Regions from separate parts of the Mus musculus genome. Here all the other regions are linked to region 4. Evidence: chromatin contacts called from public Hi-C and HiChIP or PLAC-seq data. All regions are on one chromosome and are shown on one strand. Each heading gives the region's core, a stretch centred on a gene start, on an enhancer-like site or on the middle of the called end of the contact. The rest is flanking DNA. Distances are from core to core; before and after follow the strand shown. Region 1 overlaps Rbms1 (RNA binding motif, single stranded interacting protein 1). Region 2 overlaps Rbms1 (RNA binding motif, single stranded interacting protein 1). Region 3 has its middle 55 kb from the start of Gm33436. Region 4 has its middle 34 kb from the start of Gm26422. Region 5 overlaps Rbms1 (RNA binding motif, single stranded interacting protein 1).

Region 1 (5,001 bases), core at 1,033-3,532, 440 kb after region 4:
TTCCTTTGGAGCACAGGACTAGCGCTGTGCCTGCTTTGCTGGCTGCCAAAGGTTCCACAAGATTGCATGTGGAAACCCTCCCAGGGTTGACTGTGGAGAGCTAACTCAGAGCTCATCGCAGCAGCACTTGGCATAGCTTTTCCTGACTCTTAACGCTAAATGCTCACATATTCCTTACAAATTCAGCACAAATACAAATCCCACATTGTCCACCAGTTTCATCAATGTTCTGTCGTGGCACCCCTTGTAGAGTGTTGTATCAGAGAAATAGAATAGAACCCTCTGGTACTGTAGATGGATACTCTACAGTTAGTAACACAGTATGTCCTCATTTAAAAAAAAACCAAACTGTTCCTAGAATTGAGTTCTCAAATTGATCATCATGGAATGATGTACAGGCGTGGGCATCTTGGGACACGACACATGGCTCTAGGTTCGTCTTTCAGACAAATCACGCATCTGCTCTCTTTCCTGTTCAGGCAGGAAAGTCCTGTAGCTTCATCTCTCTGAAGCGCTTGCTGGTTTTCGAAAGCCTAGGTTGTCACTTAATACCTTCCGAGTTCCTGTCAAAAGTTGTTTCCGATTCTTCTGTTCTTCAGGGTGTCTTGTGTTTTATGCCCAGCCACTAGGAGGAGAAAGTTTGATATTTCATTGAGTGAACCTGAAAATGCTTATTCTCGTCACCCTGCCCTGCTGCTTCTGTGACGAACCCGGGGTTTGAGGAGGGTTGGGAGTCGGTTCTAGGCATTGAGCTGCGGTTTAAGGCTGTTCTCTGCCTTCTTTCTGAATCCAGGTGTTTTGAGAGGAAGCACACAGGACTTGAAGCGATTAATGAGCCCAGTGTAGACCTGCCTGGGTGTTAAGGGGGGCAATTATCACCTTTTTGGATGTGGTTTGGAGCAGGCACTGACCTGTTGGAAGGTCTCAGGCTGGCCTGGTGGGCCTGGTCAGGTGAAAGAAAGCAGTGTTTTGATAAGCTGAGCTCCCAACCACCAAGTAGTAAGGAAGATACTTGATTTTTGTCTAGGACTGTATTTTGTATTCTACTGCAGTTCTAAGACAAATGCCATATTCCTTATAGGAGAGAGTTGTGGTATCATGATTAGAATGAAGATTATATGTAATTTGTATTATCCAAATGAGCAGAAAGCCAGCCCACCTTGGGGCTGTGGAGATGGCTCAGGGGTGCTAGGGAAATCAAGTGCTTGCCTTGCAAGCTTAAGGACCTGAATTTGGTCCCCAGTACATATGTGAAGATGCAAGGATGTAGCAATGCCCTTGTAATGCCATTGCCTCAGAGACAAGTATAGGAGGAGCCCTGAAGCTCAGTGGTCAGCCAGTCTAGCCTAATTGGTGAGTTCAAGGCCAGTGTGTGACCTTGTCTCTAAGAACATGTTCCTGAAGGTGACACCGAGGTTGTTCTCCAACCTCCACTGCACACTTATCCACACACACGAACATGTATACACAGACATGTATATCTACACAAAAACATGTATACACACAGACACAACTTTCAAAACGAAAGTCTACCTACCATAGTTGACTCTCAATTACACCATTACCCAGCAGTATCTGGGGTTGGGTCTACAAACAGTAGTTTCACCTCCATCTGAATTGTTTCGTAGCCAGTCCCCTCCAGAGAAGGCACACTTGAACTTTAAAGGGCAAGTAGTTTACACTTGAAAATAACTGTTAGTGTGTGTGTGTGTGTGTGTGTGTGTGTGTGTGTATATATATATATATATATATATATATATACGTATATATATATATATATGCGTGCATACAGTGTCTGTATAGCTGTCCTGTGTGACAGTCTTACTGTGTTCATTGATGTCATTCCCCATTCATATGGTGTCATGCTTTCAAATTTCCTTGTAACACTAGTATTTCGGATGTCTTTTGAGTAGTAGTCATTCCAGGTTCTAAGGATCCATGAAATACTTCTCTCACATTTAAGACACATTTTACTTTAATTTAAATTGTCTTTCACTCTAGTTGTGTGTGTGTGTGTGTGTGTGTGTGTGTGTGTGTGTGTGTGTGTGTGTGTGAGTGATTGAGTTGGAATGTGTACACACTTACACCATGACTCATCAGCAGACAACTTCTTGGGATCAATTCTTGCCTGTCACCCTTCTGTGGGTTCCAGGAATCATACTCTTCTTCATCAGGCTGCAGGCAGGGCCAGCCTCCTTCACCTACTGAGCTGTCTTGCTGGGCTCAGTCTTTTAAGCATAAAGTTTAAACAAAGCAGCTAAGGAAGCAGGAAGCCAAGGAGCTGCCTCTCTGCTGCCTCAGCAGGGTGGAGACAGGAAGTGTGTGGAGACACCATTGCTGACCCACCCCAGCCTGGCCTGCAGGGACAGGGAAGTGTCAAGCCTTCCTGGCTGCTGCCTGGATTCTCACATGTGAATTCTTTTGTTTATGGTCTGCTCAGTTCATAGACTATTCTACAGAACTTTACTGAGTTTTTTTGTTTTGTTTTGTTTTAATTTAAAGGTAAGAATTACACAAATCCCATCAAGTGTGCTTTTTTAAAGTTATTTTGAGCTTCCTTTTCCCCTTGGTTATCTATAGAAATAACCCTTGTTGTTACTGACATGAATCCTGTTGATTACTCTTGGTCCACTTGCAAAGCAAGAGTGCCCAGCTCCTGCTCTCCAACACAGAATAGTTTTAGGCTTTTATTTTTTTTTAACTTTTTTTTTATTTAACTATTAGTAAGGTAAACAAAACTAGGGCTTTTTGGATAGTTTTTCAGGTAGAGTTAAAGTTTTTTTGTGATGTTAGAAAAGAATCCGAGGCCGGCCGGTGTGAACGTTCAAGGATGAAAAGCCAGAATCACAGAATAAATTTAGCTCTTGGGAAATTTCTTACACTTACTTTTTTGGTCACCACTGGTGCCCTGCAGTGACCATGTAACCCCTCTTAAGTCAGTTTGTAAAGAACCTTACCCAGGCAGTCTCGTAGCGCATCCTCAGAGCTCTGCCAACACATTCCCCACTGCTTCCCATGGAAAACGGCCTGCCTACAGTCTCCTCTCCCGGGTCAGTACCTGCAAGGCCTTCATCTGTGGCTTCCTCTAGGATAAGGCTCTAGACCATGGTACGCGATGCTTACTCCCTTCAAGTGCTGTGGCTCATGCTATGAGAATGCAAGTCTCATGGAGGAATGGCGTTATGGCAGAACAGCTCTCAGCTCTAGTGGCAGGAGCAGAAGGCTGCTCCCTGACAGCCTAGCAGGCCAGGAAGCAGAGAGTAGATATGAAGTAGGCCAGACTACAGGATGTAAAGGTCACCCTACTGACTCACTTCCTCCAGAGGGCCTTTGCTCCCTGAAGGTTCTTCAACCTCCTGTAAGAGCACCACCAGCTGGGGTCCAAGTCTTTAAACACAGAGCCCAAGGAGGGCATTTCACATTGAAACCACAGCCAGGTTAGTGGCAGTGTTCAGAATAATTCTATTCAGACAGGAAGCACTTCATCAACACAGGCTGTGGGTACTTCTCCACGATTTTCTTCTGACTGTTGAGACTCTCTGTGTGTGCAGACGTAAACAAAGGGTCAAAGGGTGCAAGTCTAGGACAGAGCCGTGCAGGGAGCACAGTGGAGCTGAGAATGCTGCTTTCTGTGCGCACGATGCAGAGGCAGCGCGTAGCTCATCTGCAAAGGTCAGGAGGAGTTTGCCGTGGGGAAGCGCTGGTAAGCGGCAGAGTGATAGGACGGTTACCATGGGAGGTATTGTCTTACAGAGCAGAGAATGAAGATTGAGCAGAACAGGTTCAAAGGCCTATAAAGAAATACACCATGGAGCTAAAGCTTTATTTCTCTGTTTAGCTGCCATAACCAAGCACCACAAAGCTGGGAAGCTTAGAACAAGTGTCCATGAGCCTGCAGTTCTGGAAGACAGAAGGCTAAGTTTGACAGGTCGGGGGCACCATGTCTAGGAGAAGCCTCCCTTGTCACTTCCTAGCTGTGGCTTGTGGAGATTGGTGGCTTCTCTCGGTACTGCCAGCCGGAGCAGCACCCCATTCTCTGCAGGACCACATGGACTACCCCTTGTTCTTATGCAACAGGTTCTCTCTGAGAAAGGTGCCAGTCATACTGACGAAAGACTAAAGGCAGGGGTGGGAGGACGGCCACGTGACCTTGATTACATCTGCAAAGGGAGCCCTCTTTCAAAAGAAGGCAGAGGGCTTAGGACTTTGACATAGCCTTTGGTGCTGACATCATTCCACTAATAACTATGTAGGGAGGAACACTGAACAAGAAGGCCAAGAGCATAATTTACTTTTATAACCAGGGTCCCTGCAGCATAAATTTTAGTTATTTGGAGAACTTGGCATACCCCTATCAGAAAACCCACGGTTGTTTTGTGTACGTGAGCCAAACCATTTTTAGTTGTGTTTTGCCACTTTAGAACTTAGGGATGGATTATTTTTACCTATTAAGTGTTACTGGGCCATCATTAGCCAAGTATTAATCACAGTTTGTCAAAGTCATTAACTACACTGTCCCAACTAGCTCTAGGACATTGATATTTCTGATGATATGCGACCGACCAGTCACTTGATGTAGGCTGTAAGTTTTGGGTTTTTAATATGCTGGCTAAGGGCTGGGCTTTCAGGATGGCCACTCTGCACGTTGCTCTATGCTAACTGAACACTAGTTTGATGAGTTATTCACTTATCCAAACCAAATTGCATCTTTCCTGATCTCATGTGTCTAACAAGCAAAACAAAACAAAAAAATTTTTTTTAATTTGGCACAGATAAAGCAGCCCTTTCTTTCTCCCCACTTCCCCAGATAGAGTGAACATTTACTGCACATGGCTGCGTGGTTGGCTATTAAGGAATCCACTGGTTGTGTGAGTCTTCTAGGAAGACATGAACAAATGTGTATTTAACCAAGAGAGACCACAGATGACACACCAAGGAACCGTTGGCTTTACAGAGGCCAGTTTGGGTGGGGAGACATTGGCATGTTGCTCCTGGGGCTCA
Region 2 (4,618 bases), core at 1,565-4,064, 380 kb after region 4:
CATCACAGCAACGTAGAAAAACTAGAGTCTTGAGAGAAATTCAAGGGAGAGAGTGTTTCAGATTCTGAAAGGTCCTGATCATTGTCCTCTAGTTAAATCTACGAAGTAAGATAGGAAACAGTACCCAGCAGAGTTGGGATTGATGGTCAAGAGGGATAATCAGTAGAGGCTTACTATGGTATTAGTGGTGCATTTCATGGCTTATCTCATGCTGGGCTGACAAGAGTGTAAGCTTTGTAGCTCTCAGTCTCGGCCACAGTTGTCTGGTACCAACTTGACAACTTGGAAGCAATTGTGGATGATCTAGGGGTGGCTGATGTAAAACTTACATACAAAAGCCAGCATGAGCCGTGTTGGTTCTGTGTACCACAGTCTGCCTACTCCTCATGGGTGGATCTGTCTTTGTGGAATCTTTTACCTAGCGTGTACAGAAGGAGTAGAAAGAAAGCGAAGCCAAAGCAGACAGCAAGGATCACTGCGAGCGAGCGAGCGAGCACAGTCAGCGTAAGATAAACAGCAAGTGAAACCATAGGAAGGTGGGTGTGATTCATAGCTTGCTCAGAAGGTTTTGAATTTAGGGTTCAATCTTAGATAACTTTGGTTATACATGGGGAGGCATTCTTGTGTTTATGTCATCCATGGTGTGTGTGAGCATTCTCTTTCTCTCCCTTCTCCCTGTGTGTGTGCATGTATGTGTGGCTGTGCATATAGAGGCCAGAAGTTCAGGTCAGGTGTCCTCTATCAACCTCTGTCTTATTTTTGAGATAGAATCCCCAGAGAACTTGGAGCTCACTGATGTGGACAGACGACGCGGGACCTTCCCTTCTTCCTCCTCCTGACTTACTTTGTTGAGTGTGGGTGTTAGGATGTTCCTGTAGCAAACGCTTGACACACTGAGCCATCTTATCAGCCTGACTTTGGTCACCTTTTTTTTTTTTTTCTTATTTGGTCATAATACTGAAATGGTGAGAACATTGTAAAACACAAAAGGCTACTTGGAGTAAAACATTTTCTTTGAACGTGTTTTTAGTGACATAGCTGTTTTACTGCTATAGAAACAAACAGCAGGGAAACACCGTGCAGTAGTGGGCTGGACCACTGTGAGGTGTGTCATCTACTAGGCCCATTTCAGCCTAGTAGATGCTTACGCCCTGTTCTGAGGCTAGACAGATGAGGGCACTGACAGAGCCATGCTTCCTCCCAGGAGCCCAGAGTGCTGGAGCAGGCTTTCCCCTTGCTCTTTGCTCTTACCTAACATTGGCGTTGAAACTCTTGCTCTCACGGTGTCTCCCTGTGCCCAGAGTTTCCCCTCTGTTCATCTATAACAGTCATGGTGTTTGGGTCCCTGTGTTTAGACATTTGACTATAAAGAAGATCTCATTCCAGGATACTGGGGGGTGGGGGGACAGGGTCAGAATCCTAGGCTGCCTTAGGGGATTACATTTCATCACTAACAGCATTCATTTATTTGAGGCAGAACTCCTCAATTGGGCCTAAATGACATCCATAGTCATAAGAGCTTCAATAATGGAAGTATTATATTGGTGACACACTGTACGTAGTTGTAAGGACATTTTCCCCTTTGTGGCTGAATTTTAACTTGGAGGTTAGAAGATTCATCTTCATACAGAAGGCTCAAACATACAAATGATTCTAGAAGCATCTTCCAACTCTAGCCTTCAAGGAGCTCCAGAACCGCTCTGCTTCAGCCAAGCCCATTCCCATCCTTCTAGCCTGAAGCTTCTCCCAGCTTCTAGAAGTCTCTCTTTTCCCCTGCTCTCTCCTAGGCCTTTGTTAGACCATTACAAATGGCAGCAGAACTCTGTCTTCCCACCTTCAGGTCCCCTCCCTCTTGTCTCTTAAGTTCTACCTGAAACTTGTGTCAGAATTGAGCCCTCCTGATGTGGTTTTCATCCACCACACCTGAGTGGTAGTGTGGGCAGAGTGGAAAAACCCAGGCATTCACTGTCTTTATCTGCAAAGGGGATTCCTGGGCCACCGTGTTGGAGAAGTCAGGTTGTTTGTGGGGGAGTGAAAATGACTCCTACCATTAGTAGGGAAGATTGTTGGAAGAGATTCTTGCCCATTTGTAATTTTCATTTGAAAGTTACTGTGTTAGAATGTAAAGAGGTGTTACAATGTAACTTTTTGAATACTTAAACGGGAACTTGTGTGTCTGCTTCATTAACAAACAGGTGTTTCACTTTTGTTAGCCTTCACTTAAAAAAAATTATTTTTTCCTGATTGGTTAATAAAGAACAAATCTCAGATGGCATTAATTTGTAAGGAAATCAGTTAAATTAGTCCTTTCTTTGAACAAAGGGCTCTTTCTTGTGTGTTATGATTGCTTGAATTGTTCCTTCACCTTTTGATTGGGTGTGTGTCTTCGTACAAGTCAGATTGCTAAATGTATATGCGCCGTGGCGTCTCTCCATGAGCATTGGGTTTGTGTGATTTGTGCATATTTTAAGGGCACAATATTTGCTGATTCTATTCAGTTTCTTTCAAAAAAATTTTTTTTCTTTACTGTATTTAAAACAGGAATTTAGTCAGGCCCAGTTTTCAAAAACCGCACCCAACATGTGAAGTTAGGCATACTTAGTAGTCACTGTCTCAGCAAGCTTCTGTCTGTCCCTGTTTGGCAGCACTAAGTGTCAGGAAATACACCTTAGGTGCTCTGCACTTTCTGCCCAAAATGAGGTCACTGGATTTTTCAAGGGAGCCGGTTTTGTTTGTTTTGACCTAGGGAAGCACGTAGAGTTGTAACCTAGAGAATTGGACATTGAACTCGTGGCATGCCAGTTCGGGGGAAGCTGTGGAAACTCTCAGGTCTGAACGATGTCAGAGCAAGGAAATAGAAAATGCTCAGCTCAGCTTGGCTCAGGATCTGGAGGGTGTGTCCAGGGAGGGTGAAGTTTTAGGACAGGAGAAGCCTTTTCCTGTTGTCTCTCAAGTGTCATCTGAAGAGAGTCAGGAGGCAGAGTCTGTGGGGAATTAGGGACAGTGGTAGCTGCTTTGTAAAGGACATAGACACAGAGCCCAAAGTACCCCAAGTATGCAAATGCATCTTAGGGACCGTGGACAGGACCAGGCATAACACCAGGACCTCTGAATTTCAGGGGCAGTCTGCACTCAGCTCTGCTCTCTCCTCTTTTACTATTTCTTAAGTGTGGCTGGTCATAATCAAAATCTCAAACATGAAAACAATTGTCTCTGTGTTATGTATTCCCAACATGATGGGGACATCCAGGGCTCTGTGGGTGATTTAGAAACTTGTAGAAATCTGAGGAGCTCCTCATAGGGTTTACTGTGTCTTCTCAGTGGTAGAAAAATGCACTGTCACACACTAGTAATCTATAAGCCTAGAGGTAACAGAGACAGGAAACATATATGTGTGGTGGAGAATGACAGGTTCCTGAGCAAGTGAGTCAGAATTGACTCTAAAGAAAAACAGGGACTCTTCACTTAAAGCTGATGTAAGAAAGTTCCTTGGAACCCTCATTAGCCTGAGCCCTGGCAGAGCTAAACTCATCTCCTAGAGACCTGCGAGTGAGTGTCTGCAGGAAAGGGCTTCGGGAGAGTCTGCATTGGTGCTGAGCCGGCAGAAGCTTCAGGGCCACTGTGATTCCAGGACCCAGCTGAAACTCAGAGACCCAGGATGGGGAATGACTTCTGTTTCCTTGTTTTCTTTCTCGACACCTTATTTTGCCCTGTACATTTTTACGTAATTCCCTAGTGTGTGTGTGTGTGTGTGTGTGTGTGTGTTGGGATCCAGGAGTCTTGTGGGAAAGATAGAGCAAGAAGCAGAGATTCCAAAGCATCGCAGAGACCGTGTACAGGGATGGCAATGAATTGGCATTTTCCTCCTCTGCTGCCCTTTCTCCTCATCCTCTCTGCTGTCACCCTAGGCAGGGCTGCTTCTTTGGCAGCAGATCCAGTGCAGCTTCACTCCACTGTCAACAGGCAGGTTGGCAGTCTAGGCAAGAGGCCAGGAGGCCATGGTGTGCAGCTCCTCCCACCATCCCCAGACACTCAGCATCTGTTCACTTAACTTTACAGTAAATGCATTACTGAGTATTTTAGGGGGAAAATTAGTGATTCAAAGCTTTTACTAAACTGTAGAGGCTTACCCAGATCTTACTCACCCCTCTTTTTTTTTTCCTCTCCTTTTTCATTTTAATGGAGTTTTAGGACTGGTCGCGCCATTTTAAGTTCTTACCTTCTTGCCAGCAAAGGTCGATCACACAGTACACTGGGTAGAGGGAAAATATCCTTAGTGGTAGTGGAAGATGTAAATTTCTGGCCTTTTGTACTATTGGCCTTCAAGCTTGAGAAGAGCACAGACAGAGCAACCCTAATGGAGCCCATGCCCGTGTCTAATACCCCTCCACCCATGCTAGTCTCCACTTCAGGTATTAGAAGGTATGTGCTGGAATTCCAGGATTTTAGAGAGGCTCTAGCCAATGCATGTGTACTTAGGACTTACAGGTCATTGGACTAACCAATGAGAAGGTCCAGGCAGTCTAGTGGTTTTGAGGATAGCCTTTCCTAGGGAGCCACGCCCCATCCCACCCCACCCCCACCCGCCTCTCATATTTTGCCACTTGAACTCAGTGTG
Region 3 (5,048 bases), core at 1,406-3,905, 500 kb after region 4:
CCATTAAATTATAAAAAAAATTAATTTATGAAGAAAGACCTTTTGTACAGATTGAAAAAAAAGATTTTCATAGAGATATCTATATGATCAAGAGAGTTAATTTTTTATTTTTGTTCTACTAGTGCTACATACTTGCCAGTGGTGACTTATTTACCGGTTCAAGATGACTCTGTAGTTTTCTTTCCTAGGACTTGTTAAACGCCAAAAGACATTTTTGAACTGTACATTTGATCAGATTGTTAGCTTTTTCTGTTTTATTTCTTTTGAGAACCTTTGAATAAAAACATCTGAAACTTTCTTCTTCCTGTCGGTTTTTTGAAAGTAGATGGAAGTCACACATCAAAATGTCACCTCACCTCTGACCTCGCTCGTCAGCTCAGTAGGCTGGTTCAGAATTGAGTTGAAAATTAGGTCAGATTCCATATGGACAGAAAATTCCATTTTCTTGAAAAAAAATAAGAAACCTTTCCACTCCTGTGTTGCTACTTGTTTAAATCTGTGCTATGACCTTAGATATCTATTACATATCACCTGGCCCTAAGTCCAGCCCGAACTACCCCACTCATGGTCTGCTTTGGAGCTTCTGGTTCTTTTGTGGTATTGGCAACAGTCCTTGGCCTCAGACATCCTAGGTGGTGCTCTTGCATTAATTACCCATTGCTTGGAACAAAATAAAGACATTTTCCTATTTGCAGCCAGCACTAATATGTCAAAATAACCTTATATTAAACCACAGCCTTTTAAAAGTGGGTTCTTTGTTCACAATTGGAGGCACCCATGATGCACTTGGGGGATGGGGATGGGACCTCTCTTTTCCCTCCCTGACTTGCTTTATTGAAGGCATATAATACCAAAAATTGACACCTACCCAAAGTAGAGTAAATGTTTTAATGGAGTTCATATGGTACTGTCCATATAGTTGACTCGACCAGAGTGGAGGGTAGAATTCCCACTACATTTCTTATTTTCAGTTGTTCAGTTGCTCTGTGTATGTTTGATGGAAGGCTGCTCATAAACCACAGTGCACACTTGGGAGTCAGGGGACAACTTGTGTAAGTTAAGTTCTGTCTCTGCCGTGTGACCCTAGAGATCAAATTCAGTCAGCTCGCTGCACCGTCCCGCAGGCCCTCGTTTCTGAATGACTCCTGAGGTCCGTGGCGTGCTGTCTGAATTAGGTAAGAGACATGTAGATCCCTTTACTTGGAACAGCTGAGAAACCCTATACCCAGTTCTTGATGGCTTCTTGAGCAGAGGAAATATGTCCCCTTGATGCTGAGCAATGCTTCAGAGACAAAGGATGCCACATCCCAGGCGGAGCATGGCTTCAGACAAAAAGGGCATTTCGGAACTTAAGGAATAGATGCCACCACGCTTACTAACTACATACCTATGTGCCCTTCCCTATGAATAACAGCAGAAGCCAGAGGAATCACTAAGTTGCATGGCATCGTAAGCTTTGTTAACCTAATAAGGTCTCACGTTCCCTGTGTATCCAACTGACTACATTAGACAGTCATCCCTTGGTATCCACAGGGGGTATGGGTCCTAAGACTCCATAGATGCCAAGATCCACACATACTTAAGTCCCTTAAGTAATAAATTTGTGGGGGCTAGAGATGGTTCAGTGGTTAAGAGCACTGACTGTTCTTCCCAGAGATCCTGAGTTCAGTCCCCAGCAACCACATGGTGGCTCACAACATCTGTAATGGGATCTGAGGCCCTCTTGTGGTGTAATGGAAGAGAGCTACAGTGTACTCATAAATTAAATGAATGAATAAATAAATATTTGCATATAACTGCCTATATAGTTTGAGTCATTGCTAGATCTTGTGTGATGCCTAATGCAACAAAATGCTGTCTAATAACAGTTATATTGTAACGTTCATAATGACAGGAAGATAGTCCATGCATGTGCAATGCAGAGGTATTTTTCCCTTAAATATTTCATTGAGGACTCTCTAATTCTCATGCAGAATGATGGACATGGGCTAGCCATTTCCAGGAGTTTAGGAACACCTATGTACATGGAACTTGACGTAGTTACATGTTGACTTAGTATACAAAGACAAGGGGCAGCACTTCTGTGGATAAGCCAAAGTTTGCTGGGAGGTTAGCTTGTGTCAAAATTACCTTCTAGTCGGCAAAGTGGAAAGGTTGAACTGTGGGTTGGAAAAAGGAAAAGTATGGATACAACAGTTCTCTAGTGTGTGCTTGCTGCCTTTGGTGGCATTGCAGAGTGCTAGAGTCCCGGTACCCCAGCATCCTTGACTTGATGAGTGAAGGCCCTCTGTATGTCCAAGGGAGCACAAATACAATATCAGTGGGAGAAAGGTGAGGCTCCCTAGCCCCTTAGGGACTGTTTAAATTTGGACACACAACCAACAGTAAGTAGCTTCTCCCCGTCTGCACAGCCCAAAAGAGACAGACCCAGAAACATTGCTACAGAGATCATCAGCCTATCACACTCTCCCTCTTCCCCTTTCCACAAAAAGCCTAATGTATCCAGTAGTTGGGGGAGGGCAGAAGAATCAGAACTTGGGTTTGAAGAAAGCTAAGCGGTTTCTTAAATACCAAAGCAGTGAGATCAGCATCTTCAGCCATGGCTGGGGACAGGGTGGTGACCATGTGCTCTGTGGCTGGCTGCTGTGCACTGGTCAGGATCATCAGTATCTGGGGTCACTGGCACAGCCAGGAGGTGTGCGTGCATAGCCTTCTGGGGGATCAAGTGCTCAGCAGTGGAATTTGAATCTTACTCATGGGCTCCAGAGTGTCTCAGGCACTAGAGCTCCATCTCTGTAAGATAAGATCATGTTTGAGCTGGAGCCACTAGAGGGAGGATTTTATTATTCAACCTTCAGTGTGAGCCCAGAAAGAGACCAGAGGCAGTACGAACTTCAAGGCCAACTGCCAGAGAGTGTTGAATGTCTCAGAGCATGTCCTGCTCAAATTTGGGCTTCAACGGAAGACCCCAAATAGTCGTATTAATCATAGAGATGGGAGCAAGCACCCACATTGTGGGCTTTGTTGCTTAGACTGCAGAGTGACTTTGGTGGGATTTCTAAGGCCAGAGGTGGCCACGGAACAGCAAAAGCCAAAGAGCTGGCAAGCACATAGCTAGGCACAAAGTACCATTAGGTCTCCCTAGCTGCTCCGAATTAAAAGCAGGTGGCATTGGCTTAAACACACACAGTAGTGCTATTATTATTATTCTAAAATGTGAAGACTTGATCATTCACATGGGCACAGAACATAAAGAAGAATAGACATACCCCACCCTTTGGTGCCCCTAAAGCTGTTCTGCTGCTTGTTCCTCTAATGATGCTTCCCCACACTTCACAGAGTATCTCTAACAGCCTTCACATCTTCTTGCCAAGTGGAGACTCTTGCCATTTCACCTCCTAGTGTTGGTTCTGCCAACTGGAATAAGCCAGAATCCTGTTCCAGAAGAAGTCAGTCTGAAGTGAGCAACTGTCACTCAACAGCGCTGTACTTCTCTGGGTTGAACATCCCAGAGAAGCTCAGTTTTATCTCTTCCCCTTACTGCTGGCTGCACACTCCACCCCAGCAGCTCGCCGCCCCCATGTACCTCAACTGACAGCAGTCACTAGGTCACCAGGATCGCCCCCTGCCCTGCTCCATCCAAAGACTCACAACAGTTTCCTTCCTGACTAATTGGGAGCATGATAGATTCTTGAAATATGAAGCGAGAACTTTGGTGACCAGAAGAGTACTCATGCCAAGGTGTTGAGTACAGAATTGTAGGTACAATACAACCTTAAGTATGAAATATTTAAGTATGAAAGTTGAGACTGTATTTCAGAGTGCTTAGTGGATAAAGACCTTATGGAAAGGCCTGTGGAACATTTTTATTTATGTCTAAAACTATGCAAATTATTATGCAAATGCAGGAGAGATGGCCCATTCGTTAAGACTGGAGCAGCTCTTCCAGAGGATCCAACTTTGGCTCCCAATACCCAGGAAGCCCATGACCACCTGTAACTCCAGATTCAGTGCCCTCTACCAGTCTCTGTAGGCACCCAAATAGACATAAAAATATTTTTTTTTCCTTAAGATACTGTATAACACATTGGAAAGCAAGGTAACATGACATGATCTCGAATGAATTGTTCCTTGAGGGAGAAATGGTAAGTTTATCGTCTTGATGTGGCAATGTCAAGTAACAAAATCAAGAGCTATGTAAGAAGTTTGGGAGATCTGTGAAGGACCACAGCATTTCTCCTGAGAAGCTCTGACACACCAACCTATTCCTCATCTCTGATAAGAACTACTCCAGAGCGTTCACTGCTTTCTAGACCTTGTGACAGGTACAAACACCTACCTCAGCTCTGCCCTTGCCCAAGTGAGGCTTGGAGCAGAAGTCCCGAGAGTGGGCATTGCTATGCTGCTCCTGGTCTGAAGCCACTGATGTAACAAGAAGGCGTTATGTTGTCTCCTATTTGTGTATTTAATCGAGTAGCATATCAGATGCTTTCTATACAGCATTCTGAATTTTTTTTAACCAGCTATCATTTGTCCTCAATTACAGATTATGAATCAGCCGATATCTGTAATGGTTCTTGAATATCTGTTCATTGAATAGGTGGTTTCTTCTTGGGTACGGCAAAGGACTGTTCTCTGCAAGTGATTTTGAGATGCTATAGACTCTTAACCGGTGTGCTGAATTATGTTCCAGTCAAAGGCTCTTAGCCCATGTACTTCATCCCTCTTAGAGCTCCTTTCTCTTGCTTGACACTCACACTGAGAGTGTGCATGAGATCACAATACCTCTAGTGGCTTACAGAGCATTTTAAGCTACTCTCAGGACACTGTCTACTCTGCTTCACCAGAAACAGTTCAAGGCTGTCACTAGATTGCACATTTGGGTAAGAGGCCTTTTCCATAGCCAGCACACTGGAGAACAAGCAAACAGTAACTTCTGTTTCCTTACACGGTACCTTTTCCGAGGATTCTCAGAAATGATAGTGCATCCCTGGTTTGCCAGCCGGCAGACCCTTGAGAACTGAGGACAGGAAACACAGGGTCCTGAA
Region 4 (4,939 bases), core at 556-3,055:
GAAAGGCCCAGATGACTGTGGGGGTGGGGGTAGCATCTCTGAGCTGGTTGTCCTGGGTTCTATAAGAAAGCAGGCTGAGCAAGTCATGAGGTGCTAGCCAATAAACAGCTCTCCTCCATGGCTTCTGCATCAGCTCCTGCCTCCAGATTCCTACCCTGAATATCCTCAGTGGTGGACTATGATATGGAACTGTAAGTTGAAATAAATCCTCAAATTTCTCCCTAAATTGCTTTGGGTCATAGTGTTTTATCACAGTAACAGAAACCCTAACTAAGACAAGACTCTATACAACAAATACTTGCTGAATCCTTACCTTCCGCTTCAAGATGTTGTCCCTTTCTTTCTAATTTGACATGGCTTAACTATGCCAGTGGTCAGGAGATGAGAGTTGACAAATTGGGAGGGAAAATTGTAACTGAAAAAGAACACAATATATCTTTTACATCTTTAGGAATATAAGTTGAAAATATAAAAACCAACCTGACTTCCTTTATTCCTTCTTTCATTTCTTCTTCCCTCTCTCTTTTTCTCCCCCTCCCTTCCTTCCTTCTTAGCTCACCGTAGTCCTTAAATTCTATCAGTATTCTTGACTATACAGCATAGTTAGAATGCACCTAGCACACAACCAGCTCCCCTGCAATATATCCCAAATGTTTTCTTTTAAAATTCAGTCCAGGTTTTCTGAAATTGAAATTCACATGCAACTCATTTGTAGGATTGAACATACATCTTATAGTACACACTGGCATTAAATTGAAATGTGAAGGATGAGAAGTCATTTGCGTGGGCAGGAAGCCAAATCATTCCTGGAGTTCTGCATGCAGGCAATAATTTACATCGACAGGTAGAAAACATGTTATGTGCTCTTGGTACAATGATACCGCAAAGCCTGGCCATGACTCATAACTCAGCTAGCATTTATAAATGCTCAAAAAATGTGGGAAAATGGATGAAAACTTGTTCTTGTCTGAACTCAAAGGCAACGGAGTCCTTGGGATCTGACAAGAGAATAAAGGAACAGGAGCAAAATAGAGGATGGGTAGGTAGATAGATAGATAGATAGATAGATAGATAGATAGATAGATAGATAGATAGATAGATAGATAAGGCCAGGCAGGCAGACAGACAGACAGAAAGACAGAAAGACAGACAGAGTTAGTGAGTGAGCTTTGGGTTTTATTTTCTATCATTTCTGGAATCATTCAGGACTTGAAAGAAGAGTTAGTGACATCTGTTATTGTATTCTTTGCCTCATTAATTTAAGATAATGTAATTGTTACTATTGTTAATCACTGTGATCAGCTCTAATGTTTTTTTCATCTCCTTCCTATTTTCTTTGAAATTGTTGACTGTGAACTAAAGAGCTTCAATATAAGCATTTCCCTTAAAATTAGTGACATTTGTTTTCTGTTAACAGCTGGTGGGAGCAGGCTAGACAGAGGGGAATAAAAGGACAAGCCACAGTCAGTGGCCTGCCTAATGCCAGCATAGTCAAAATTCCAAGACAATGATGACTATAGCCTTACGGTGAATAGCTCTTTTCCAGGGACAAATCGTATTAGTTTTTCATTTTCTTGAATAACAATTGATCTTTTCTTCCCTTGAACTTGTCCTATCTCCCCCCAAAGCCCTTTTATACAACATTTTTGGGGGGAGAGGAAATAAACAAACAAACAAACAAACAGTAAAGGACTTCAACCTTCAGTTCAGTTAACCAACAAACAAACAAAAGCAGCAACTGAGCATGCCTAGACTGCCTTCCCCAACCAGCTGTGCCCTGTTGGGCACACTGCAAAGATGCTGCCTTCTTTCTCAGTCACTGTGTGCACCCACCAGCTGTCCTACTGGGTCCCAGTGTGCACTACAAAGTGAAATCAGGAATGTTCTGCTTTGTTGTGATAACAAAGTTTGAGCTGCTGGTGGATCAAGCTGTTTCTCTCCAGACACTTAGCTCAAAAGATCTGGGTTTCTGGACAGTCCATCTTGTTCTTGTTTTCTTGGCAGTGCTCACAGCAGCCCTCCTGTGACTAGGGCAAAGTTTAAATCTTGAATTGGGAAGAGTCGGGGGCAAGTTCCCACAGGTGGTACTGTTCAAATAGTCGCATAAAGTGCTTCCTTTGTCGTTAAAACCAACCCTGTAATCTGTCCCAAGTGAAATGGGGCATTGTTTCAGAAACACCAAAGTAGATGGCTGTGTTAACAGGACAAAGGGAACTTTGTGTGATGAGGCAATTGTTGAACAAACTTGGTAAACAGTAACCTGTGAATAATATGAAAACCTCAAAGCTCAAACACCAGATGTTACTCAATTTTCATTGTGGCTAGGTTTTAACCATCCTTTACAAGGTGTCTGTGAATATGAAAGTCAGAGAGAAAATTATGCTCCTCATCTGAAGTGCACAAAAGGCAAAGAACTTTCTGCATGTTTCAATGTGTCCCTCCATGCTGAGACTGTTCCTGGGGACGCAGTAAGCCCTTCAGTGTTAGGTGTAGTAAGACATAGGATGGAATAAATTCTTGTGCACTGTTATCCCTTAGACAGTATTAATGGCATATCTTAGCTTTCTGAGTGTTATACACACCCCTAATTCCTTCACAAATGTTTGTTGTATATCAAGAAATAGTATCCAGCAAACTCCTAAACTTTTCCAGCCTCAGTTATTCCAGTTACTGTGAGACATGTCAAGACTTCTCTCCACAGCCTATTATTCTCTGTTTATATTAGTACTACATGGAAGTAGTTGAGTAAGATAAATGCCCATTACAACAATTGTTACGTCAACTTAATTCAAAAGGAGGCTGAAGGATTGGCTGTTTTTCCATTTAAATAAGAGTATATCTTCCCCCTTGCTCCTCCATTCTTCCTTTAATTCTGTGAATTCAATGTGGTTTTTTGGATAAGAGTTATCTTCACATTCTCAATCATCTTTTCATATGAAATATATTAGAACAGTTTGCTAGTTTCTGGTAAGATGATTTCAGAGTTAACCCTGGTACCCTTTGAACTGAGATTCTTGCTAATTTAATTTATAGCTAGGTGTCATGACACACCTAAAATCCCGGGCCTTAGGCGGTTGAGACAGGAGGCTTATGTCTGAAGCCAGGCAAAGCTACATAGAGAAAACCTACCCCAAAGTAAAGTAAACTTTTCCATACGCGGTCTCTTATCTCTTTACAGGGAGCTACATTGATTTGTTTGATCTAAACTTCAGACAGTCATAAACCACACTAATATGGGTGAAGACAAACAGCCCTTTTGTGTGCTGAGTCTTAACACAGGCTTTGCCTGTGAGTGTTTCCTGCTGTGTCTACCCCACCAAGAAACCGGTAGAAAGAGTACCATGGAGATGACCATAGAAACAGGATCGCTGACCTCTCTCAGGATCCTTCACTGCAAGGTCTCTCAAAACCTAGTGATACCTATCCAAAAGGACTACGGAGGAATTATGGGAAGACAAAAAAAGACACTTGTCCTGTCTTTCAGAAACAATCAAGGCAAGGAGATATGAGTGCGGAGCAAGAGACAGTAGCAATCATTTCAAAGAATAATAAATAACTGGTAGGGCTACTGCTAAAATAAAAATGAAGAGTTCTTTGACAAAAGTAAAAAATGTCAGAACATTGACTGCAGACCAGTGAACAAGGACCTATGATGGTGTTCAACTAGCAAATGAGCTATTTTGAAGCTTCCAAGAATCCCTTATTCACTTGTCTCCTACCATAGTAGAAGCCCAAGAACCTGGGCTCAACTGGGATTCTAGCCTAGGAAGCAAGCTCATGGTACACCCAGCCAGGCGGTCAGTGTCACTGGAGATCTAGATGGGATCTTGGTAATTCCAAGAGTGAGGGAGCCAGCTGTGTGGTCTACCATCAAAACTAGACTGATAGAACCACAGTAATGAATTCCCAGAGAGATATTCTTTAGATGGAGAGGAATTTGACTGCTGGTTGGGGGAAAAAAGCCACTGTGCTTTGTGTTAATAAAACTCCACTTTGAATGGAATGCAGAGGCTAAAACATGGCTCAGGAAAGCAAATGACAAGTCAACATTTTGGCTGGAACATATATCTTTCTATGGCTTTTTCAGGCCCTGTCCACTTAAATGACAACAAGATACAACATTACTCAGAGGGAACAGTCTAGCATGAATATAGACTTCTACAGTTACTAATATTGTACAGTGGGTATATAGGAGTGCTAAGAAGTAGGTGAACTTTACAGAGGTTAAAAGTGCCTGGGTGGATATGGCCACTCAGCTACTTATTATGTGCGCCCCCCCCCCCCCCCACATACACACAAAGCAACAAATCCAATGCTTTGTGCTCTCACAGTCCTCCTAACAGTGTCTACTGGACACAGTTTTGTGACAATTAAATAGCTTCATAATCCCAACACATGAAAAAGATTTAGTTATGGTGCTATGCTATCCCAATTCTATTAAGGCAGGTAAGACGCTGGAACAGCAAATTCATCTGAGTACGGAAGAGGAACTCAAAGTTAGGAAGGTAACAGGTGCATACACTCTTCAATGCCAATTAGGTGTTTCGAGAGTGGATAAGACATTATTTAACAATGGGAAATACTTGTAAAGCCAGAACCATAATTTAGAGACCTAATTTACACAAATTAATAAGACTTTTATAAACTATGGGCATTTTTTCCCACTAAACTTCAAAGTAAGAAAGATTTAGAGGCATTGTTTCACAAACTTTTTTTTAAAGTTTGATATGTAAAGTGTCATTTAAAATAAAAATTTTAAAAACTCACCATGTTTTGGTCATTTTCATATTCACCAATAGTGAATAAAATCAATATGAAGTTCCTTTTCATATCATTTTAGCCATTTCCTTACACTATTCTCTTCACCATTAGTGAATAGGGGCCACCTCACTGCAAGTGCAGGCAAAACGCATCCTGCTGGAGCTCTTTCCGTCTCATC
Region 5 (4,335 bases), core at 369-2,868, 420 kb after region 4:
TCTGCATATGGCTCCTGTCCTCTTCAGCCAGCTGACTGGCATTGCACAGAGGGTGTTGCCACTAGACTCACCCGCCACCCACCATCCACCTACCCTGAGGAAGTGCCTTCTGTCTGTAGAACTGAGAAAATCAAAACTCACTGTGGCTCAGGACTTTACCCCATTGAACACTCAATTTCATAATGTTTCCTTCTTAATTTGACATCTACGACATTCTAAGTTGTAATAAACCCAGTGTTGGCAGGCCCAAGACATTGCTATCTGGTTCTTGCATCTAGGGAATAGTGTACTCGTGGCTTTATTCTCTCTTCACCTTTAACTTCGTATCTATTTCTGTCTGGTGTTGCTGCACATATATTTGCCAAAAGCCTTGACCTTTTGAGGGGAAGAAGTGTACGTAAATATTTCCCATGCTCTCTGACTACTTGTTCTAAGGTTGTAGTATGAGGAACGTGGGTTGATCATCATCTTTTGTCAGTCTGTATAGCAGTCATTAGTCTTATCAGAGTGGCTCCCTTGGGAATACTGGTGCTATTTCTAGAATCTGATGGCTTACCTCTGGAAAGGAGATCTGATCCCTTCTCTTAAGGGTCCTTCAAAGAAAGGAGAAGATGCTTAACAGTTCCCTGAATTGTCAGCAATCATTAAAATCAGCAAATGCTCAAAACTGACTCACAGCAGCCCATAACTTGACATCTTCAATGTAAGAAAGGTGTGTGTGTGTGTGTGTGTGTGTGTGTGTGTGTGTGTGTGTGTGTGTGCGTGCGCGCGCACTAGTTTGTGTGTATGGTGTGTGATTTTACTTATTCTCACTTGGCCTCACTCCATTGCCTTTCTTCTTAATATTGAAGGCAGGAAACAACCCAGCTGGGACATATGTTTTAGCTGCACGTTTATTTCGCTCGTATTTTAGTTACCTTTTTAAAAAAAGTAACAATTGTACTGAGCAGGGGAGCACACAGTTGGGAGGCAGAGGTAACTGGATCTCTGCATTCAAGGGCAGCTGGTCTACCTAGTGAGTTATATTCTAACCAGAGCCACACAGTAGGGTCCTATCTCAATTTTTTTTAATTTAAAAAATAAGTAAATACAATTCCAGTTTAGAGTTCTTGGTTCTAGCGTGTGGATTGCTTATGGGCTGGCATTCCTCTTCTGGACGTAGCTCATCCCGCACATGCTAAGGAGGTCACGATTGCCTTTCTGTTGGGTGTCCGCTGTAGCAGTGCAGCCTTTCCTGGCCTACAGAGACATCGTGGTAAATCATCTGAGTTCTCCAGGACTGTTTATGCTTCTCCACAGAGCTCTTGCCCTTGAGTCTTTCCACTGATGTGATGGTTTGCCGACTTTGCTACTCTTAGACTCAGGACTGCTGGGCTGCTGCATGGGCCCCACCAGTAAGCCTCGTCCAGAGTAGAGTTTTAGAAGAACAAGGTGACGTTTCTCTGGGCACATTAGCGGCCGTCCCCTCTGCACAGGTGTAGCTGATCACTTATAAACAACCCCAGCAGTGCAGTCTTAGGCATGCTGGGGCCACAGGGTCACAGTTGGAGACTTGTCCCAGGCTGAGCATGTCTTTGCATGTTTTTATACCGAGCTGAGTCATAAGAATAAACATCTCTGGGCATGAGCCTGAAAGCTCTGAATCCCACTGCTGTCCACATCTGCACAAAATGTACAGGTCGGCCCTGGTTCTGAATGCTGTTCCGACAAAGAGCCTTGGCATGCTTCTTGTGGCTTTTTCCACCCCTTTTGTTTTTCCACTGAGACAGTCACAGATATCAATATGGCTATAGACCCCGCCTGCTCTTTGCCCTTTCCCCATGAGTTTTCACTATCCCGTGCCAGCAACAGAGAACTCCTTAGTGTTTATCCACACACCAGACTTCTTTTTGCCTGGCCCCTGACTCCCTTTTTCTGCTTGTTAAGACTCTGCTTGTGTCACTGACTAAGCATCCTGCCTTAGCCACCCTGTACAGAGACTAAGCTGCCTCCAGCTATGCTTGGCCTTCAGAGTCTCTTGTCCTGGTACCACTCACTTGTCAGGACACCTCGACCCTCTAATACTGTGCTGTGCAAAGGCCGAGTCAGGGGTAGATAGTTAAGTCAGTATCCGACTGCAAGCAGAAGTATAATCTCCAGAACTCACATGAAAAATGCCTGGCATGGCCATGCCCTTCCAGTCACGGTGCCAGGAGGTGGAGCCGGGTGGATCCTTAGGACTTGCTGGCTATCCGGTCTGGCCTAACTGAAAGGCCCCATCTCAAAGGAGGTGGATGCTGTTCCTAAGAAGGACACTCAACGTTGTCCTCCAGCTTACACACATGTGCAGGTTTGTACACATGTACACCCACAGACATTGAGCACATACATGCATAAGATTAAGAATCACATTATATACAATTTGCTGGCTATGCATACATACATGCAAATATCAGTAAATAGTTTTTAATTAAGAAATAAAATGCCTCTGTATATATCACCAAGAAAATTGGGGTGTTGAGTGTAGAGCCCAGATTATATAGAATTGTTATCTTGATGACCAAGTAGAATCAGTTAACTCCCCTCCCTTGCTAAGCTGCTGTGAGGGAATGTGGATCACTCAGTGTTGGGAAAGGCCGTGGTGAAGGAAATGATACAAATTTTTCTCCCTCATCCTGTTTTTCTCATCTGTTTACTGTTATCTTGTTAGGTATGTTTCTGTAGCATCATCCACTTTTTGTGAGAAGGCTAGCCACCGTAACTGAATAGATTAAAGAATGACGAATAAACCAGCTGCATGCTCTACACTGGTGATATCGCCAAACAGAGCCAGGGGTCAGAGCCAGTGGCCACATGCTAGCACCTGTGCCTTCTCCAGTGGAGCTGCTAATACGTGAATGAGGACACTCTTCCTGCTTGGCCTCAGATTCCCTCCCTACTCACAGGACCACAAGTAACTCACCACACCCAGCATGCCAGTTACAAGTTCTCAGAACTCCCAGCAGATTTACTTCTGGCTCTGGTCCAAAGCAAGGAGAAAGAAAAGGCCACTCTGTTTCTACAGAACTAGAGCCTTGACTAATTTCAGGGTTTCTTTTTTTTTTTTTTTTTTTTTTTTGGTTTGTTTGGTGGTGGTGGTGGTGGTTGGTGGTGGTGTGTGTGTGTGTGTGTGTGTGTGTGTGTACTTAAATGTACTCAAATGCATGTTTGGGTTTTTTGTTTGGGCTGTTATTATTATTGTTATTATTAAAGCCCCTGTACAAAACAGTAATCCCAAGTAATTATTAGCTGAGCTATCTTCCATTATCATCAAGAAATACATGCTTCTAATTAATCTGGCTTTCTTTTTTTGTTGTTTGTTTTTTGTTTGTTTGTTTGTTTGTTTGTTTGTTTTGAGACAGGGTTTCTCTGTGTAGCCCTGGCTGTCCTGGAATTCACTCTATAGACCAGGCTGGCCTTGAACTCAGAAATTTGCATGCCTCTGCCTCTCGAGACTATGTACATGCATAGGCATACTCACATTCATGTGGTTATATGCCTGTGTCACATGTATATGTACACATTGGCATACATACAAGCTTATGTGTTTGAATATAAGATAGAGGCATGCAGTGCAGTCTAGTTTTAGGTCATGTTGACACAAGCGAGAGTTATCTGAAAGGGGAGAACCTCAATTGAGAAAATTTTCTCCAATTAGAAAATATCAGCTTACGGTATTTGCTTAATTATTGATTGGAGAAAGGCAGAGCCCATTGTGGGTGGGGCCATGCCTGGGTTGGTGGTCCTGGTTCTATAAGGAAGCAGACTGGGCAAGCTAGTAAACAGCACCTTTTCATGGCCTCTGCATCAGGTTCCTGTCCTTTTGAGTCCTTGTCCCGACTTCCTTCAGAGATGGAGTCCACACACACTGCTGTACAAGTGTAAGCCAAATAAACTGGTTTCTCTCCAACCTGATTTTGGACCTGGTGTTTCATGACAGCAATAGAGAATTCTAACTAGAGCACATACAATTTTTATTTCTGTAAATAAAGTAATGAGACGCATCAATTAAAAATATTTTTGTTTCTCTTGTTAAGAGAGTATTTTAAGTGGCTTGGCTTTCTGAAATACCTTACAGACAACATCAATGCATGCAATCTGTGTTATTAACAAAATGTTAGGCAGCATAGGTTATTTTACGATAGTCTCCTTTCTCTCTGCATTGTAAGAGCAGTAAATAGAAAAAATGATCTTTAATTAAATAACAATAATAAAACCATTGTTTTAAGTAATAGCATTAGAGCTAATTACTATACCAGCCATTATTCTCTTCTCAAAGGGTCAAAACTCAGATATAGTCAATCTTTCTCTCCCCCT

Evidence for each region. Hi-C and Micro-C count contacts between places; a contact is called where the count stands out from the background. HiChIP or PLAC-seq counts read pairs in DNA pulled down with a chosen protein or histone mark.
Region 1: an HNF4G HiChIP or PLAC-seq map of pancreatic cancer cells shows a contact between it and region 4. The contact joins two enhancer-like sites. A contact is called at or near these places in 2 of 115 datasets of contacts at active chromatin or transcription factors (embryonic stem cells and pancreatic cancer cells).
Region 2: a contact with region 4 is called in a FOXA1 HiChIP or PLAC-seq map of pancreatic cancer cells. The contact joins two enhancer-like sites. A contact is called at or near these places in 4 of 115 datasets of contacts at active chromatin or transcription factors (the NIH/3T3 cell line, embryonic fibroblasts, embryonic stem cells and 1 more).
Region 3: a contact with region 4 is called in a Hi-C map of muscle stem cells, with 1.5 times the contacts expected there. The contact joins two enhancer-like sites. A contact is called at or near these places in 1 of 15 datasets of contacts at CTCF or cohesin (large pre-B cells), 2 of 484 Hi-C or Micro-C datasets (bone marrow-derived macrophages and muscle stem cells), 1 of 115 datasets of contacts at active chromatin or transcription factors (embryonic stem cells) and 1 of 9 other capture datasets (embryonic stem cells).
Region 5: a FOXA1 HiChIP or PLAC-seq map of pancreatic cancer cells shows a contact between it and region 4. The contact joins two enhancer-like sites. A contact is called at or near these places in 1 of 484 Hi-C or Micro-C datasets (muscle stem cells) and 1 of 115 datasets of contacts at active chromatin or transcription factors (pancreatic cancer cells).

Annotation. Positions count from the first base shown.
Region 1 is chr2:60,808,107-60,813,107 of GRCm38.p6, reverse strand. All of the region lies in intron 2 of Rbms1 (RNA binding motif, single stranded interacting protein 1), which reads left to right. Among named protein-coding and RNA genes, the nearest start is that of Rbms1, 71 kb to the left of the region's middle. Within about 2 kb of position 2,282, at least 192 of the 459 cell types and tissues checked have an H3K27ac peak or open chromatin away from gene starts, as enhancers often do. A contact at or near this core is called in embryonic stem cells and pancreatic cancer cells, where this site is marked.
Region 2 is chr2:60,863,392-60,868,009 of GRCm38.p6, reverse strand. All of the region lies in intron 1 of Rbms1 (RNA binding motif, single stranded interacting protein 1), which reads left to right. Among named protein-coding and RNA genes, the nearest start is that of Rbms1, 16 kb to the left of the region's middle. Within about 2 kb of position 2,814, at least 90 of the 459 cell types and tissues checked have an H3K27ac peak or open chromatin away from gene starts, as enhancers often do. A contact at or near this core is called in the NIH/3T3 cell line, embryonic fibroblasts and pancreatic cancer cells, where this site is marked.
Region 3 is chr2:60,745,443-60,750,490 of GRCm38.p6, reverse strand. It overlaps a transcript of Rbms1 not described here. Among named protein-coding and RNA genes, the nearest start is that of Gm33436, 55 kb to the right of the region's middle. Within about 2 kb of position 2,655, at least 77 of the 459 cell types and tissues checked have an H3K27ac peak or open chromatin away from gene starts, as enhancers often do. A contact at or near this core is called in muscle stem cells, where this site is marked.
Region 4 is chr2:61,244,042-61,248,980 of GRCm38.p6, reverse strand. No RefSeq gene overlaps it. Among named protein-coding and RNA genes, the nearest start is that of Gm26422, 34 kb to the left of the region's middle. Within about 2 kb of position 1,805, at least 56 of the 459 cell types and tissues checked have an H3K27ac peak or open chromatin away from gene starts, as enhancers often do. A contact at or near this core is called in the NIH/3T3 cell line, embryonic fibroblasts, embryonic stem cells and 2 more, where this site is marked.
Region 5 is chr2:60,824,479-60,828,813 of GRCm38.p6, reverse strand. The region is part of intron 2 of Rbms1 (RNA binding motif, single stranded interacting protein 1); the gene reads left to right. Among named protein-coding and RNA genes, the nearest start is that of Rbms1, 55 kb to the left of the region's middle. Within about 2 kb of position 1,618, at least 64 of the 459 cell types and tissues checked have an H3K27ac peak or open chromatin away from gene starts, as enhancers often do. A contact at or near this core is called in muscle stem cells and pancreatic cancer cells, where this site is marked.